Linked DNA regions of Mus musculus: regions 1, 3, 4 and 5 are each linked to region 2. Evidence: chromatin contacts called from public HiChIP or PLAC-seq data. All regions are on one chromosome and are shown on one strand. The core of a region is the stretch at or near the end of the contact, and the rest is flanking DNA. Distances in the headings are between cores, read along the strand shown. Region 1 has its middle 9.7 kb from the start of Mgat3. Region 2 overlaps Grap2 (GRB2-related adaptor protein 2). Region 3 overlaps Cacna1i (calcium channel, voltage-dependent, alpha 1I subunit). Region 4 holds the start of Rps19bp1 (ribosomal protein S19 binding protein 1). Region 5 overlaps Cacna1i (calcium channel, voltage-dependent, alpha 1I subunit).

Region 1 (2,714 bases), core at 204-2,703, 490 kb after region 2:
TTGAGGTCACCAGGGTCCTACAGTCTTGGGCATCATAGGGCGGGGTGGGATAGGGCTGGGGAGTGTTAGGAATGGAATTAGTCTGCTCACCATATAGGGTTAGCAAAGTGTTCATCCTGGTACATCAACTTACTCCAGCAGACTTTTTGTTCCTTGAGGGGTCAGAGAGACGGCTCTGCAGGTTGCTGAGAATCTACTATCGGAGTTTAACCCTTAGGACTCACATGATGGAAGGACAGAACTGACTCACACAAGTTGTCTTCTGGCCTCCACGTGTGTGCTGTGGCGTGTGCATCCACACACATATGCAAATAAACAAGCAAATGTGAAATTACTTAGAAAAAGCTCATGAAACATCTCATTTACCACCAAGCCCAAAACTCATGGCGTGGCATGGCGATTTTCTGTAGGTATTTGCAGTAGCTACGTTTTGAGAGGTTGGCTCTAGTTTGTGCTTTTGTCTACCGCTGTCACTTTTTTTTTGTTTGTTTTTGTTTTTCGAGGCAGGGTTTCTCTGTATAGCCCTGACTGTCCTGGAGCTCACTTTGTAGACCAGGCTGGCCTCAAACTCAGAAATCCACCTGCCTCTGCCTCCCAAGTGCTGGGATTAAAGGTGTGTGCCACCACTGCCTGGCCACTTTCTCTTTTTAAAACAGGGTCTCATTATGTAGGCTTGGTTAGCCTGGAGCTCGCTATGTAGACCAGGCTGGCCTCAAATTCAGAGATCTGCCTGCTTCAGTCTTCCAAGTGCTGCCATTAAAAGGCTTGTGCCACCACACCTAGCTATCTGGCATTTAAAAAGCTATTTTAAATGTTTATTTATATGTGTCTGTGGGGAAGGTAGCCCCTTGAGAAGCCAGAATAGGGCATTGGATTTCCCAGAGCTGGAGTTACAGGTAGTTGTAAGCTGTTTGAGGTAGGTGCTGGGAAGTAAACTTGATTCTTCTGGAAGAGATGCTAAGTCATCTCTCAAGGCCTCACCTGACTTTTTTTCAGGGGTGGGGAGAATGTTTTGAGACACTTGTCTTGAAACGATGTATGCCACTATGTATACCAGGTTGGTCTTGAACTAAGAGAGATAACTCTTGAACTCTGCCTCCTGAGTTCTGGTATTAAAGGCATGCTTTACCAAGCCTAGCTTTTAAAAGAGTTATGCGTACGGGGGTTTTGTTGGCATGCAGATCGGTGTACCGGCTGCATATATGCCTGGTGCCTAAGGATGCCAGAAAATGGGATTGGACACCCTGGAACTGGACTTACAGATGGTTGTGACTTGCCATGTAGGTGCTGGTAATCAAGCCTGTGTCTTTTGAAAGAGCACCCAGTGTTTTTAACTACTGAGCCTTCTCCCCAGTTCCATCATCTGAAGTTTCTTAAATACTTCCAGGCTGGTCCTAGGCTGATTGTGTGGAACACTACTCAGGGCTGGGAGGGACCAGCAGGCTGACAGATGACTCAGAGAGCAGGTGCTGGGAAGGTACTTGGGTCCAGCATTCTCTGGATCATAGGGTGACTCTGTTGAAGTGACATGAGCAGGATCTTCATCGCAGCGGGTGGGGGAAAACAGACACGGGTTCTAAGTCCCATTCCCAGGCCCGGGGCCTCCAGAACAACACAGTAAGAGAAAACTGGCTCAGGCAGTCTCCAAAAGCAGACATGGACCCAGCCAGTGGGTCAATAGGGCTAAAAGCTGGCTGCCAGGCAGCCTGTCCTCCATGAGGCCCCCCATGCTTGTTGAAATGTCAAGAACTTGTCTGTGCTCTGAGCTGGCGTCACCTTTGCGTGGGAACGAAGCGCATGCTCATGCTGGGCCCGGAGGGGGGCCGGGGGGAGGGCTGGCAGTGATGTGTTCTTGTTTGGTTTCCAAATAGGGACCCAGAAGGGAGAATCGTGAGATTCCTGTGTCACCGGAAAGATTTGGGAGCCTGGCCAAAGGCATCCATCTGGACTTCAGCTTAGAAGCCGCTGCCCTTCGTCTGGGCCCCAGGATGAAACTGCAGGTGGCGCTGGCCTAGTACCTGTGCAGGTGACAGTTCTGGCTGAGCTGCCACTAGACATGGTGTCTGGGTTTGGCACATGGTAGATCTTGTCTGACACTCTGGTGACCTGTCCCTGGCCCATGTGGCATTGTATGGACTTAACCTCTCGCTGTAAGACCACCCATGTTGGTTAGACAATCTTATTAGGAAGCCATCCTTACCTAACTTGGAAGATTAAACAAAAACCCAAGACTCATCTCCAGTGCCTGGCCAAGGTCACAAAACTGTCCCTTCATTTGCTGTAGTTGCTTAACCCTTGTGAGGGACCACCGTATGATAGGCACTGACCTTAGAGCAGCTAGGCACATCAGTGAATTTAGGCAAGAAAGCCGAGTGGATGGGCAGTGCAGGGTAGGGCAGGCCTCCCCCAGGAGGTGGCAGCTATGCTGAACCCCATGTGACAAGGGCACCCAGAGTGCTAAGCACACAACTGTTTTGCTTTGGAGGCAGTAGATGGAATCTTCCAGATGGGTCGCTCCTCCAGGGAGGTCTGTGACCCCTGCCACCCATGTCACCCATGTCAACAAGGCCTTTCGAGGGAGTCTGCAGGCTGATGAGAGAACTGGAAGCCAGCCTGGCCACAAGAAGCCTTGGGATAGCCAAGGGCACCATAAGGATCTGACTGGGCCCAGGGACACACTGACTCCAACTGGTCTGAGTCAAGCAGGTGCCTCA
Region 2 (2,829 bases), core at 109-2,608:
CACACTTGGCTTGTGTGGCACTGGGGATTTGAACCCAGGGCTTCATGCATGCTAGGCAAGCACTCTATCTATTTAACCTTGGTCCCAGCCTAAAGATGCCTTTTTTAAAAAGTAATTTTTTAGTTTTATTGTGACATCTTCATTTATACATGTCATTACACTGAATCCTTATTCCTTTTTCCACACTCTTCCCCTTTCCTTCTCTGCCCCTCCTGCTCCTCATCCGCCTCCTGACACACAGTTCCCCCTTTAGCCGTCATAGAATATATAAATATAATATTAAAATTCAAATAAGATACTTTGTATAAAATTGTAGGTATATTATTGCCTTTTCTGCTTTCTCCCTCCCCTAAGCTGTCTTCGGCAAATGTTTTCTTGAAGGCTGTGGCTCTCTTCCCGTTCCTTTGACAGGCAGAGTCTATATCCCAGAATTGGGAAAGAACACTAATCAGTGCTTTTCTCTTGGAGCCGCTTGCTAAGCCCTTACCAGCAGAGCCTACATTCATGTATCAGCTACTTGCTGCTCTGTGATCTGTTTGCCTTGAGCTATTCAATCTAGGTGTGGAGGCAGGTCAAGAAATCACCTGCTATAGCTCAGTGCTTTGAGTACTGGGGTAGAAGCAGAGAGATGAGGCTCCAGGGCAGCTAAAGGAGGGACAGGCATATCTGCCCTGGCAATGGGTAACTTGAATTCTGAACTAAGAATTAGCATCTGGATCCATGAGTCCTAGTAAGCTAGCTACTCACCATGCAAGTCTATTGCAGTCCCTTGTTTTAAGTATCAGTCGCAAGCTGGGTGTGGAGGCACACAGGTATAATCCCAGCACTTGAGAAATGAAACATCAGAATTTCAAGGCCATCCTCTGCAACGTGTCTAATTCAAGGCTGCATGAGTCCCTCTTTCAGACAAACCAACTAAATAAAAATTTTAAAGTGCAATAACCGGGCACTGGAGCGATGGCTTGGCAGTTAAGAGCGCTGGCTGCTATTCCACTGGTCCTGAGTTCAATTCCCAGCAACAATATGGTGCCTCACAACCATCTGTAATGGGACCTGATGCTCTCTTCGGTCATGCAGGCATACATGCAAATAGAGCACTCATTTACATACATACATAAATCTTTAAAACGACGTAAAAGCTAAGTATCCAATAGCTGCGCTTGGTGAGTGGCCACCGTGCTGAACAGAACAGTCGCAGAACTAATTTATCATCATTTTAGTCTAAAAAGCAAAAACAGTAAAGACAAAGCGGGAGAAAGTCATTCTAAGCAAAAGGGAAAGAAGGTGGGGAAGTCAGAGAGACTGGAGACAGGATGACTCATCCTGGGGCCACAGTGGGGCTGACTGAGAAGGCTCAGGAGAGGAAAGCTGGGGATGTGACTGCAGCAGGCCGATGACAAATGCCTTGGGTGGAATGCTAAGGACTTGAGACTGAGAACGATGGGAGCCCCTGAAGGATCCGAACAGGAGCCTGATGTCACCTGCTTCACATGTTCATAAGCTCTGTCTGGCAGCCACTGGAGGCTAGGTCAGAGGAGGCCTAAGTCGGATAGGAAGCAAGAGCAGCCACTGGCTGTAAAGTGAAACATGAGGTAGTTGTGGTGGTGCTGTGGATTGGACAGAGCAGGGAGATGTGAGTGGGGAACCCTGGGGGTGATCTTATCAGACCCCTAAGAGGTGCTATGTAAACACTTGCTGCTTTAATGACCTACCTGTGGCCAGGCTCCAACAGAGAACTGTGTGCTATGCATTGGCCCCTATGTGCTCTTTACTGCACAGATGAAGCTGCAATGTGCATCAAGGAGGGAGAGCATACAAGATGGAGAGAGAGGAAGGTTGGCATCCCTGTTCTGTCTAGTAGTGAGGGTTCAGGTGAGAAGCACATGGGAGACGGGGAGGGACCCTGGGCCCAGCTGTGCTATGCTGTTAGAACTGGGCATGGGCCAGTCTCCAACCTGCATGGATTTCCCGAGGGCAGATTCCATAGCCTGGAGGATCAGATCTTTTCACCAGCAGGGACTCGTGATCCGGGCAATCCAAAAAAACGTAGTCAGTGGAGGATTTGTGGCGCAATGGACAGGAACAGATGGGCCAGGACTCTGTAAGTACCAAGGACTCTAGAAGTACCCAGAGGAGAATCTGAGGGAAGTTGTAAAAGCTTCAGCCACATGCGTGTCACATGGAAAACCCCTTTGTGTGTACCTGTGGGTCTGGAACGCTTCAGGCACTTGGGGTGAATGAATAGACAAGATTGAACAGCTATTTCTTGTTCATTGTAGTCTGACTATTCCCGGAAAAACATAAACAAATGTCTACTCATCCAGACAGGGAACTGGTGATAGGCTGAAGTACAGACACCCCCGACATCCAGTTAAAGCAATGAGTTTATTGAGATTACCAACAGGGCATGGGTAGGGGTAACTTACAAGAGCAGATCCTACCCCAGCATGGGTGACAGCTCATGAAAACCAGAAACTGAGAGCTCACTGCACAACCTTCAGGCAGCTCAACAGGTTGGAGAGTGTCTTTTCTGGTGGCTCAAATGGTTTGAGTCTCTTCCAGGCAGTTCAGCTGGTCTCTTCTTTTTTTTTTTTTTTTTTTTTTTTTCAGGCTTTTGGCTGGTCTTTGATTATTCTGGGATGTTTTGTTTGAGAATCTTCTAAGAATCACAGCTGTCTTTGCTGCTTATATATTACAGAGGAGAAAGGGGCCTAGTTAATCTAGTCAGTTTCAGGGACTTCCTGAAGGTATTTTGAGTTGGTTACTTCCTATCTTAATGAGTTTCCTTGTAAGAGTGTTTCACCTTCTCGTTAGAGCATCTTGTCTCAC
Region 3 (2,750 bases), core at 120-2,619, 330 kb after region 2:
AGCAACTCTGTGCCAGGATTAAAATGAAACTCAGGTCCGGCTCCCAGGGACAGGCATCAAATATTCTACTTCTGTAAAATGGATACGTCCCCAGAGCCCTACTCTGTGGTACCTCACACCGTGCCTACAACCACGCAGATGCCACATCAGGGCCCACGAGTCCACAAGGGAGGAGGTATCAGGGAGCAGAGGCTGGCTGCGGGCAGAGAAATGTAGCCACTGCCTTCGCTGTGTGAATGGGATGGGGTGAGGAGCCTCAGCTGGGAAAACAAAGATGACAGGAGGGGCAATTCTTCAGAAGAGCTGAGGGGCTGAGCTACAGTAGAGCCCTGAGCTTGGAAGAGGACACCCGGCTGGGAGGGAGGGGACGACTGAGAGGCTCACCTGCAGGATCTTGCAGCGGTCTGAGAGGCACTCCATATCGTCACATGGCTGGTACATGCCCAGGGTCACACAGTTCAGCAGGATGACCAGCATGCTCACACACTCGAACCACGTACACCAAGTCAAGGAAGAACTGGTGGTGGAAGCGCGGCCTGGGGCGCCACACTCCTGAATGTGACACCCCAGGAACAGACATGCAGACCGTTTCTGCCCCCCACCCCCAACTCCACCCCCACCCCTGTGGACCTCTCAGTGACCCAGGTCCAAGCTTTCAGAGACAGTGCAGCTGGCCCGCCACACAGGTGCAACCCATGCCACACCCTGCAGGGAACCGAAACCAAATCAAACCACTGAAGCATCCACTGCAGGATGCCTCCAGGTCCCACCCAGGAAGGAGTGGCCCCCAGAAAGGGTCCCCAGACTCAACAGCTCTGATGCCGGCCTTCTCTTCTCCCTCTCCCATCCCTCTGCGGTGGCTTCATGCTTCCCATCCAAGGAATGGGTCTGCACTTCTGAGGCATCCCTGGACATGTTCTCCTGATCTGCCTATCTCTGTGGGGCTGAAGCTCACAGTCACCCTCTGACCGCTGCTCCCAAATCAGCCCAACCCAGAGACCTGGCTTCCCGGGTTCTGCCCCAGCAGAATCCTGCAGCCTGGAGCCAGGGCATCTAGAGATCAGCCCTTCAGGTCAGCCACAGGCCACCAGCAGGATAAGGGGATCCTACAGCCCAGAGAGAAGAGAACTGCCTGCTCATATCCCCCAAATGGCCTCTCCTCTTATACACAAGTCCTCGGGGCTAAGGAGATCTGTGCCCCCCCCCCAAAAAGTGCATCATGGTGAAGAAAAAAAAAAAAGTGAAACCACACAACAGCATAAATGACTGAGGTCAGACTCAGGGGTGAACTGCCAGATGAAGGAGCCTGTCTGATGACTCACTCTCTTCTAGTAGTTTCTCATCTACCAGGAAGCAGACTGACAACCCCTGCCACCAGCTGTACCCACATTCCTGTCCCTGACTCCAGCATTTAGCATCTGGGTACAGAGCTGCTATGTGCTGTCAGAGCAGCCAGCAGTGCCAGAGACCAGGGCCTGCCTGTGAACTCAATTCCCTGCGGTGAGTGGCTCTGGGGTCTCAAGCAAGTTCACAGCAGCTCCTCACTGGAGCTAAGGGGCACCTCACAGGTCCACAGAGGCTGTCCCGACCCCTCTTCTCAGAGTGCCTGCTGTGGCTCCCAGCTTCTCCTGGCTTAAAATCAGAAGCCCTCCACAAAGCTGGCCAGCACGACCTACCCTCTTCTCCTTCCCCCGACTGCCTCCCTCCCAGCCCGTGGTGGCCTGCTTTTCCTGTCTGGTCTCAGGCCATTCAGCCCCACAAGCTCCTCCCCCAGCAGCCCTCCAGCCTGACTCTCTCCCATCTAACGCTCATCCTCTCTGCCCACTTTTGAGCAGAGTCTGGGTCCCTGGGATCTACAAGCACTCAACTCCAACCAGAACAGCATGGAGATGCTCAACCAAGACTTGCCGAGTGAATACATGAGTTTATCTCAAGCTCCCCCCACCCCACCCCCCAGCCACACCAGTTCAACCCCAGCTCGGTGAAGCCACACCAGCCCACCACAGCCAGATGCCAACCACAGTGGACTGGGCCCCTCCTGCCTGCTAAGAGAACTGACCTAGTTTCCATGGCAACAGCCCCCTCTGCTCTCCAGACCCTGCTCACCTTGAAAGCTGACTTCCATGGCCTCTGTCCCTGCCCTGCTCCTTCCTGTCCCTGGCCTGGCTGCCACTCTCCCGCCATAGCCTGTAATTAATTTCAGTCGCTGCCAGGCCCCCTTTGAGCCCTAGCCTTGCTCCAGCAGTAGCTGTGTCATTAATTAACTTTTTTGAAGTTCAAACGTTCTAATTACCAGCGAGCATCCCCGTTCCCCTTGATTCCCTCCCCCCCTTCCCCCATTCATTACCTCCCTCTCATAGCCCAGTTTCTGCTGCCTCTGTCCTTCCTGGAGACCCAGGCCCAAGTGCACCTGATGGGCCCATTCACAGGTGGGGAAAGTCAAGACCCCTCTTTAGATCACGTGGCTGGGTTTTGTCTACATCAGACCTGCTGGGTTCCTCGGCCAGTGTCCCCTCCCGGCCCTTGGTCCTGTGTCTGCAATACTGCCCCTGCCTCCCTGGGGCTGCAGCTCTGGCTCCTGACTCTCCAGTGGGCCCTGTGTGATGTCAGCACTGAGTCCTCAGACTCCTTGATAAAACTAAATTCGATCCAAAGGGGAAACATATTTACACACCTGTGACAGTACACACCTGCAATCCCAGCACTGGGGAGGCTGAGGCAGGAAGTTTGAGGCCGACCAGAGCTACCCA
Region 4 (2,725 bases), core at 198-2,697, 390 kb after region 2:
CTCCACAGGCATGGGGTATACCTATGGTGCACAGACATACATGCAGGCAAAAATCCATATGTGTGTGTGTGTGTGTGTGTGTGTAATATATATAAATATATGTATACTTAAATTAAAAACAAAAACGAAGCCAGGTGGTGGTGGCACACGCTTTTAATCCCAGCACTTGGGAGGCAGAGGCAGGCTGATTTCTGAGTTCAAAGCCAGCCTGGTCTACAGAGTGAGTTCCAGGACAGTCAGGGCTGCACAGAGAAACCCTGTCTTGAGAGGGGGGGGGGGGAACTCATGTAACCAGAGAACATTTATGTGTAATATTTATCGATAGAATATTTACATCTATGTGTAATATTGATTGTAATATTTATTGATCTATCAGACTAAAAACTGACCTTTTTTTTTTCAATACTAGGGATTAAATCCAAGCATTCTACCGCCAAGCTATTAATACATCCTAGCTCTTCTTATTAATCTGTAACCCAGACTGGTCTAGAATTTGGAGTGTAGCTATGTGATATAAACTGACCTGAAACTTGCCACTCTCCTGCCTCGGCTTCCCAGGTGCTGGTATTCTAAGTGTTCTGGTATCACTGTGCCCAGCAGTATTTACTGTTTCGCCTGACAACCAACTCATTGCTTAATAACATAAACAGTATTTTGCAGCAAATAGCTGTATTTTTCAAAACAAAGCACTTTATTTTGCATGTTTGCAAATCTATTTCTTTGTTGGGGTTTTTTTTTTTTTTTGGTCTTTTGTTTGGTTTTTTCCTTTTGTTAGTTTTGGTTTGGTTTGTTTGTTTGTTTGTTTGTTTGTTTGTTTGAGACAGAGTCTTGCTATGTAGCCCAAGTTAGCCTGGAACTCAGAGCAACAATCTCTGTTCAATCTCCCAAGTATTGGGACTACAAAGTACGACACCTAACCTCCTTGGCTTTACTGATTCTCACACAGATTCTCACAGTGCACGGGACCGGTGTAATGCTTTGAAGGTCATGAAAACTGTCTAAGCCCGGCAAAGTGGCTTAGGTCTGTAAATCCGGCCCTTGGGCGGCAGAGAGAGAAGGATCAGGAGTTCAAAGTCATCCTCAGCTACAATCGAGTTCAAGGACAGCCTAGGCTAGATGTATCCTTGTCTAAAAAGAAAGTAGAAAGAATCACTTCTTTTGCAGGAACTCAGTCTATTCCACACTTGGCCCCTGGACAGAATTGACCAGTAAGGCTAGAAGTCGAGTCTGCCCGCCCACACAGCCTGGATCACCAGAGACCTGTTGCTTAGAAATTGAACAACTGTGGCTTCTGCGCTTTGGACACGCCCCTAGCTCCCCGCTCCTCCGGGGCTATAGGAAAGCCATTGAGCCTGCGTTCTAAGGCAGCACTTCCGCTCGCTGCGGAACCCTGAGCTCCTGCTCCAGTTTCTGCCGAGGAGCGAACACCGCCAGGGCGGAAGTAGCTCGCCGCGTGTGGGCGGGGCTCGGAAACATGTCGGCGGCGTTAGTGCGGCGCGGTTTGGAGCTTCTGGCGGCGTCCGAGGGTGAGGAGAGCAGGTCCTGCGACAGTCGCGCTGTGTAGGAGAGCCAGCCGGGCGGGTGGGGAGGGAGAGCGCGCCCTTCAACTCGGTCCTTCGCTGCCTTTCCCCGTAGCTCCCCGTGCGGTCCCGGGCCAGGTCCAGGCTAGCGGGACTCCGGCGAAGCGGACCCGGAGGGCGCGGGCCAAGGCCTCCCAGGCTCTGAAACTGCGGAACTCAGCGAAGGGAAAGGCGCCTAAGTCCGCTCTAGGTGAGTTGAGAAAGACTGTGAGCGCTTCTTAGAATTGGGGGCAGCGCCTTCGAGTCGGGAGTTCCAAACGTTCCCCGAGACTCCACAAGGAAAAGGCAAAATGAATGTTCAAATCGTGGGGGACAGGTTTCGAACCCAAGCAATCTAATTCCCAGGTCTGCCGCTGTCTGCTATGTGGCAGTTAACAGGATGAGAGAAAGAGGGAAAAGCCTGGGAGTGGTGACACACATCTGTCATCCCTGCACTTGAGAGGTGGAGGCAGGAGAATCAGAAGTTCTGTGTCTTTCCGTGGTGAGTTCAGGGCAAGACCTAATCGTGAAGGCAGATGAAACGCAAGACCCAGGCGCTTGTGAGCTCTAGCCGTGGTGGGGAGAGAAACATCAGAGAGTCTCTCTTAATTATTTATTTATTTATTTATTTGGCTTTTTGATACAGAGTTTCTCAGTATAGCCCTGGCTGTCCTGGAACTTACTCTGTAGACCAGGCTGGCCTCGAACTCAGAAATCTACCTGCCTCTGCCTCCCAAGTGCTAGGATTAAAGGCGTGCGCCACACGCTTACTCTGTAGACCAGCCATCAGAGAGTCTCAAAACTAACAAGCAGGGTTTTGCCAAGTGAGTGAGGCTTGTGAGGTGAAAGGCTCTGCAGTGCTCCGAGGAAGAATCAAACTAACAAGCCAAGGTGGAAGCAACGTTAAGGCATCTGAGAAGGTTTTAGCCAGAAAGGCTTGAGAATTTGGAAGAAGGCTAACGGGTAAGATGAGCAAGAGGCAAGATGGAGGACCCATCAGGGATAGAGGGCTGGCTCACTGGTTAAGAGCACTTGCTGCTTGCTCTTCCAGAGGACCTGGAGCCCCCCAGAAGCCCACAAAGCTGCTCACAGCCCACTGTAACTCCAGGTCTGGGGATTAGATACCCTCTTCTGATTCCACAGACGCTCACTTGGGGTGCACATAC
Region 5 (2,827 bases), core at 292-2,791, 270 kb after region 2:
CACCATGGGCCCTAGATCAATGCCCCTCCAGAGTCCTAACTGCCTTCCTGCCTGCCTAGCTTATGATGAATGAACCAGAGCCTGCCTCAACTTCCTTATCTGGTTTGCTCTAGTCCTCTTCACTCCCTATGGTGGCCAACTCCACCTCTCAGAGCCACAGGCAAATCTGAGAAGAGGTGTGGCGTTTCCCAAGCATTCACAGCTGCTTTTCTGGCCAACCCACCAAAGTTCTGCAAGGAGGTCCCTGGATATCTTTGGTCCCTGACTCCCCTCCTGTGTACAATGGGACACTGGGCATGCAGAGGGTACTGTGTGTGGATCAGTAGGGCCACCATGCATCCAGGACTTGAAACTATCTGATCTCCCCTCAGCTGGCCCGTGAATACCTTCATAATCCCATTCCAGTTATCGCCTGTGGAGACCTGGAAGAGTGTGAGGAAGGCCATGCCGAAGTTCTCGAAGGTGGCGTGCCGGCTCATGCCCTCACACGGGTTCTCGTCATTGCAGACTGAGAGGGGGAGAGGTGGTCAGCCTGTCCACCCACGGCACCCCAAGCTGCCACCCCTGAGTATCCTCTCTGAGTAACTCCTACAACCCTCAACAGTGTATGTGGACTGTGGCCCAGCCCACAGATAGGACAACTGAGGCTCAAGGAAGTACTGCACTGGCTGAAGGCTCAGTCTCAGGAGCATCTGGCTCTTCTATCCAATAATCAACTGCTGAGAGAGATGGGTGGGGAAAGGCCCAGCCCCTTGGGAGAACCCCTGATTTCTGAAACCTACCTTATATGCAGGGCTAGGATCAGCATGGAATGTGTTGCCCTCTCCCTTGCCCTGGTTGCTATTACTGAGGTAGCCCTGGCTCAGAACAGCCAGTGGCTGGAAGCAGAGAAAGGCTTCCCAGAAGACCAAAAGTTGAAGTCCAGGACTCCACAATACACGTCTGATGTACATTCATGAGCCTGGCTTCAGAAACTACCCCATGCTAAGATTGGGTTTGAATGAGAAGTCCTGCTACTGAGGCATCTCCCCCATCCCACAGCCTCCGGTGGCAGCATCGCTCACCCAGCTTTCCGAAGAGCTCCACTCCCAGAGCGGCGTAGATGAAGAAGAGCAGCATGAAGAGGAGGCCCAGGTTGCCCACCTGTGGGGAGAGGTGGGCTGGGCTGGGGGCTGGAGGCCTGGGGTGTGCAAGAGGAGAAGGGGAAGGCCTGGGGAGAGTCAGGAATAGGAGTTCCAGAACTGGAAGAGGGCAGGGAAAGGAATTCCTGGGGCAGAAGGATAGAAGTGAAGGACCTCAGGCCAGGGGGACAGAGGCAGGGCCAGCCTCGGGGCAGCTATATTGTTACAGCTATATTGTTAGCTACATTGTTATTAAGTATCCATGTCCCTATCCCCTTGTAACCTCCTGAAGGGCAAGACTCCTGCAGCATAGGTCACTGGGTAAGAATTGGATGCCTAATGTCTTTGCCATGAGTGCATCACTTGTCCCAGAAACCTATGAGGGGTTTGGGGAGGTGACTCAGTAGATCAGTAGGTGACTCATTGTGTAAGCATGAGGACCTGGATTCAGATCTCCAGCCTTGCATAAAAGCAGGGTACAGGGATATGCCCTGCTTATGTGGGCAGAGACTGGCAGATCCCTGGAGTTCACTCATGAGCTCTAGGCTCAGGGAGAGACCTCGCCTCAAAACAAACAAACAAACAAAAAAAAAACATTCAATCACACACCCACCCCTACACACGTGTACACTTGAGTACACTCGAATACACACACACACATGTGCCATCTCTCTTCCCATTTCTTGAGTTAAAGTTTTTTGAGTGAAAATGAGACAGACCGAGAGCGGAAGTGCCTGTTTAGTTACACCACTCTCGTGAGTGAGGACGCCTCCGGGATTCAAGCCCAGCAAACTGTCCATTGCTGGCCCGGGACACGACTGGATGATATACCACTTGCCTCCACAGACCAGTTCAAGGCTGGCCACAGGAAGGAAGGAGTGGAGGACTCACACATGCCCATGATCTCAGGAGCCTCCTGCAAATGCAACTACCCCTGTCCCCACGGCTCCTGTAGGACAGATTGCCCCAGATTCCAAGCCTGGTTCAAATCCATGCACCAGTGGGAGACTGCCTTTACCTCATGCTATGGAGGAGGCTAGAAGGCGTTCCTGCCCTACAAAGAAAATCCCTTCTGACCCTCCAAAGGCTCCTGCGAATTGAGTCGAGAGGCATTTGAGGTAATTACCGTAAAATAAACCCAGTTGATCACAGACTGTGAGAGGGAGGACAGCCACTCAGCACTGCGGTGCCTGGCTAATTAATGGCACCCTACTCATCAAGGATGCAAGCGTTTAGTGAAATGGATACTGCCCCCATCTTCCCCTTACATCTCCTACCTTCACCCTCAGCCCCTTAGGGCCTGAGAGCCCCAGCAGCCTTCTCCTCACCTGCCTCCTTGCCCCCAGCCTTCCCTCCAGTCTCCTCACAGAGGCAGCTCTGCTTGGAGCCCTCTTACCCAAATACTCCTATGGAGTACAGAGTCTACAGCACAAAGCACAAAGAATAGTTGTTTTGTCCCGAAGTTAAAGGCCTGCCATGACACCCCCACCCTCCCAGTCTGATCTTTCAGCTCCTTGACTCCAACCGTGTGGAAATGGGCTGCTGGGTGGGCATACCCTGTCCCTCTACAGGGAAGACCAGAGCCAGGCAGGAAACTGAAGGTCTTTATTGGGAAACCAGCAGAACCCAGAGCCAAATTTCAAAAGTTCTACCAATCCCTATACCTAAAACAAGGAAACAAACACAGGAACTTCGGTGGAAGGTTG

Evidence for each region. HiChIP or PLAC-seq counts read pairs in DNA pulled down with a chosen protein or histone mark.
Region 1: a contact with region 2 is called in a FOXA1 HiChIP or PLAC-seq map of pancreatic cancer cells. The contact joins two enhancer-like sites. A contact is called at or near these places in 3 of 39 promoter capture datasets (hematopoietic stem and progenitor cells, hippocampal neurons and liver), 3 of 115 datasets of contacts at active chromatin or transcription factors (embryonic basal ganglia, forebrain and pancreatic cancer cells) and 1 of 9 other capture datasets (embryonic stem cells).
Region 3: a contact with region 2 is called in a CTCF HiChIP or PLAC-seq map of the NIH/3T3 cell line, with 6 read pairs. The contact joins two enhancer-like sites. A contact is called at or near these places in 1 of 39 promoter capture datasets (stem cell-derived epiblast-like cells), 1 of 15 datasets of contacts at CTCF or cohesin (the NIH/3T3 cell line), 2 of 484 Hi-C or Micro-C datasets (bone marrow-derived macrophages and nephron progenitors) and 4 of 115 datasets of contacts at active chromatin or transcription factors (embryonic basal ganglia, embryonic stem cells, large pre-B cells and 1 more).
Region 4: a contact with region 2 is called in a CTCF HiChIP or PLAC-seq map of the NIH/3T3 cell line, with 10 read pairs. The contact joins the promoter of Rps19bp1 here to the enhancer-like site in region 2. A contact is called at or near these places in 5 of 39 promoter capture datasets (embryonic stem cells, hippocampal neurons, liver and 2 more), 1 of 15 datasets of contacts at CTCF or cohesin (the NIH/3T3 cell line), 1 of 484 Hi-C or Micro-C datasets (bone marrow-derived macrophages), 28 of 115 datasets of contacts at active chromatin or transcription factors (the 230-238 cell line, the NIH/3T3 cell line, the SCID.adh cell line and 20 more) and 4 of 9 other capture datasets (adipose tissue, liver, macrophages and 1 more).
Region 5: a CTCF HiChIP or PLAC-seq map of the NIH/3T3 cell line shows a contact between it and region 2, with 6 read pairs. The contact joins two enhancer-like sites. A contact is called at or near these places in 2 of 39 promoter capture datasets (second pharyngeal arch cranial neural crest and stem cell-derived epiblast-like cells), 1 of 15 datasets of contacts at CTCF or cohesin (the NIH/3T3 cell line), 3 of 484 Hi-C or Micro-C datasets (bone marrow-derived macrophages, cerebral cortex and nephron progenitors), 3 of 115 datasets of contacts at active chromatin or transcription factors (the NIH/3T3 cell line, embryonic stem cells and stem cell-derived neural progenitor cells) and 2 of 9 other capture datasets (adipose tissue and liver).

Annotation. Positions count from the first base shown.
Region 1 is chr15:80,162,675-80,165,388 of GRCm38.p6, reverse strand. No RefSeq gene overlaps it. Among named protein-coding and RNA genes, the nearest start is that of Mgat3, 9.7 kb to the left of the region's middle. Within about 2 kb of position 1,453, at least 20 of the 459 cell types and tissues checked have an H3K27ac peak or open chromatin away from gene starts, as enhancers often do. A contact at or near this core is called in pancreatic cancer cells, where this site is marked.
Region 2 is chr15:80,652,585-80,655,413 of GRCm38.p6, reverse strand. It overlaps Grap2 (GRB2-related adaptor protein 2), which reads right to left. Exons shown (of 8, transcript NM_001289442.1): 8 at 2,560-2,829. Among named protein-coding and RNA genes, the nearest start is that of Mir6957, 7.9 kb to the right of the region's middle. Within about 2 kb of position 1,358, at least 33 of the 459 cell types and tissues checked have an H3K27ac peak or open chromatin away from gene starts, as enhancers often do. A contact at or near this core is called in the NIH/3T3 cell line, SST interneurons, bone marrow-derived macrophages and 1 more, where this site is marked.
Region 3 is chr15:80,318,105-80,320,854 of GRCm38.p6, reverse strand. Cacna1i (calcium channel, voltage-dependent, alpha 1I subunit) reads right to left here. Exons shown (of 37, transcript NM_001044308.2): 3 at 385-496. Among named protein-coding and RNA genes, the nearest start is that of Gm31319, 30 kb to the right of the region's middle. Within about 2 kb of position 1,369, at least 53 of the 459 cell types and tissues checked have an H3K27ac peak or open chromatin away from gene starts, as enhancers often do. A contact at or near this core is called in the NIH/3T3 cell line, where this site is marked.
Region 4 is chr15:80,263,028-80,265,752 of GRCm38.p6, reverse strand. Rps19bp1 (ribosomal protein S19 binding protein 1) reads left to right here and starts at 1,447. Exons shown (of 4, transcript NM_175109.3): 1 at 1,447-1,526; 2 at 1,636-1,770. The coding sequence starts at 1,475.
Region 5 is chr15:80,386,080-80,388,906 of GRCm38.p6, reverse strand. It overlaps Cacna1i (calcium channel, voltage-dependent, alpha 1I subunit), which reads right to left. Exons shown (of 37, transcript NM_001044308.2): 30 at 1,065-1,143; 31 at 387-508. Among named protein-coding and RNA genes, the nearest start is that of Gm41363, 13 kb to the left of the region's middle. Within about 2 kb of position 1,541, at least 9 of the 459 cell types and tissues checked have an H3K27ac peak or open chromatin away from gene starts, as enhancers often do. A contact at or near this core is called in the NIH/3T3 cell line, where this site is marked.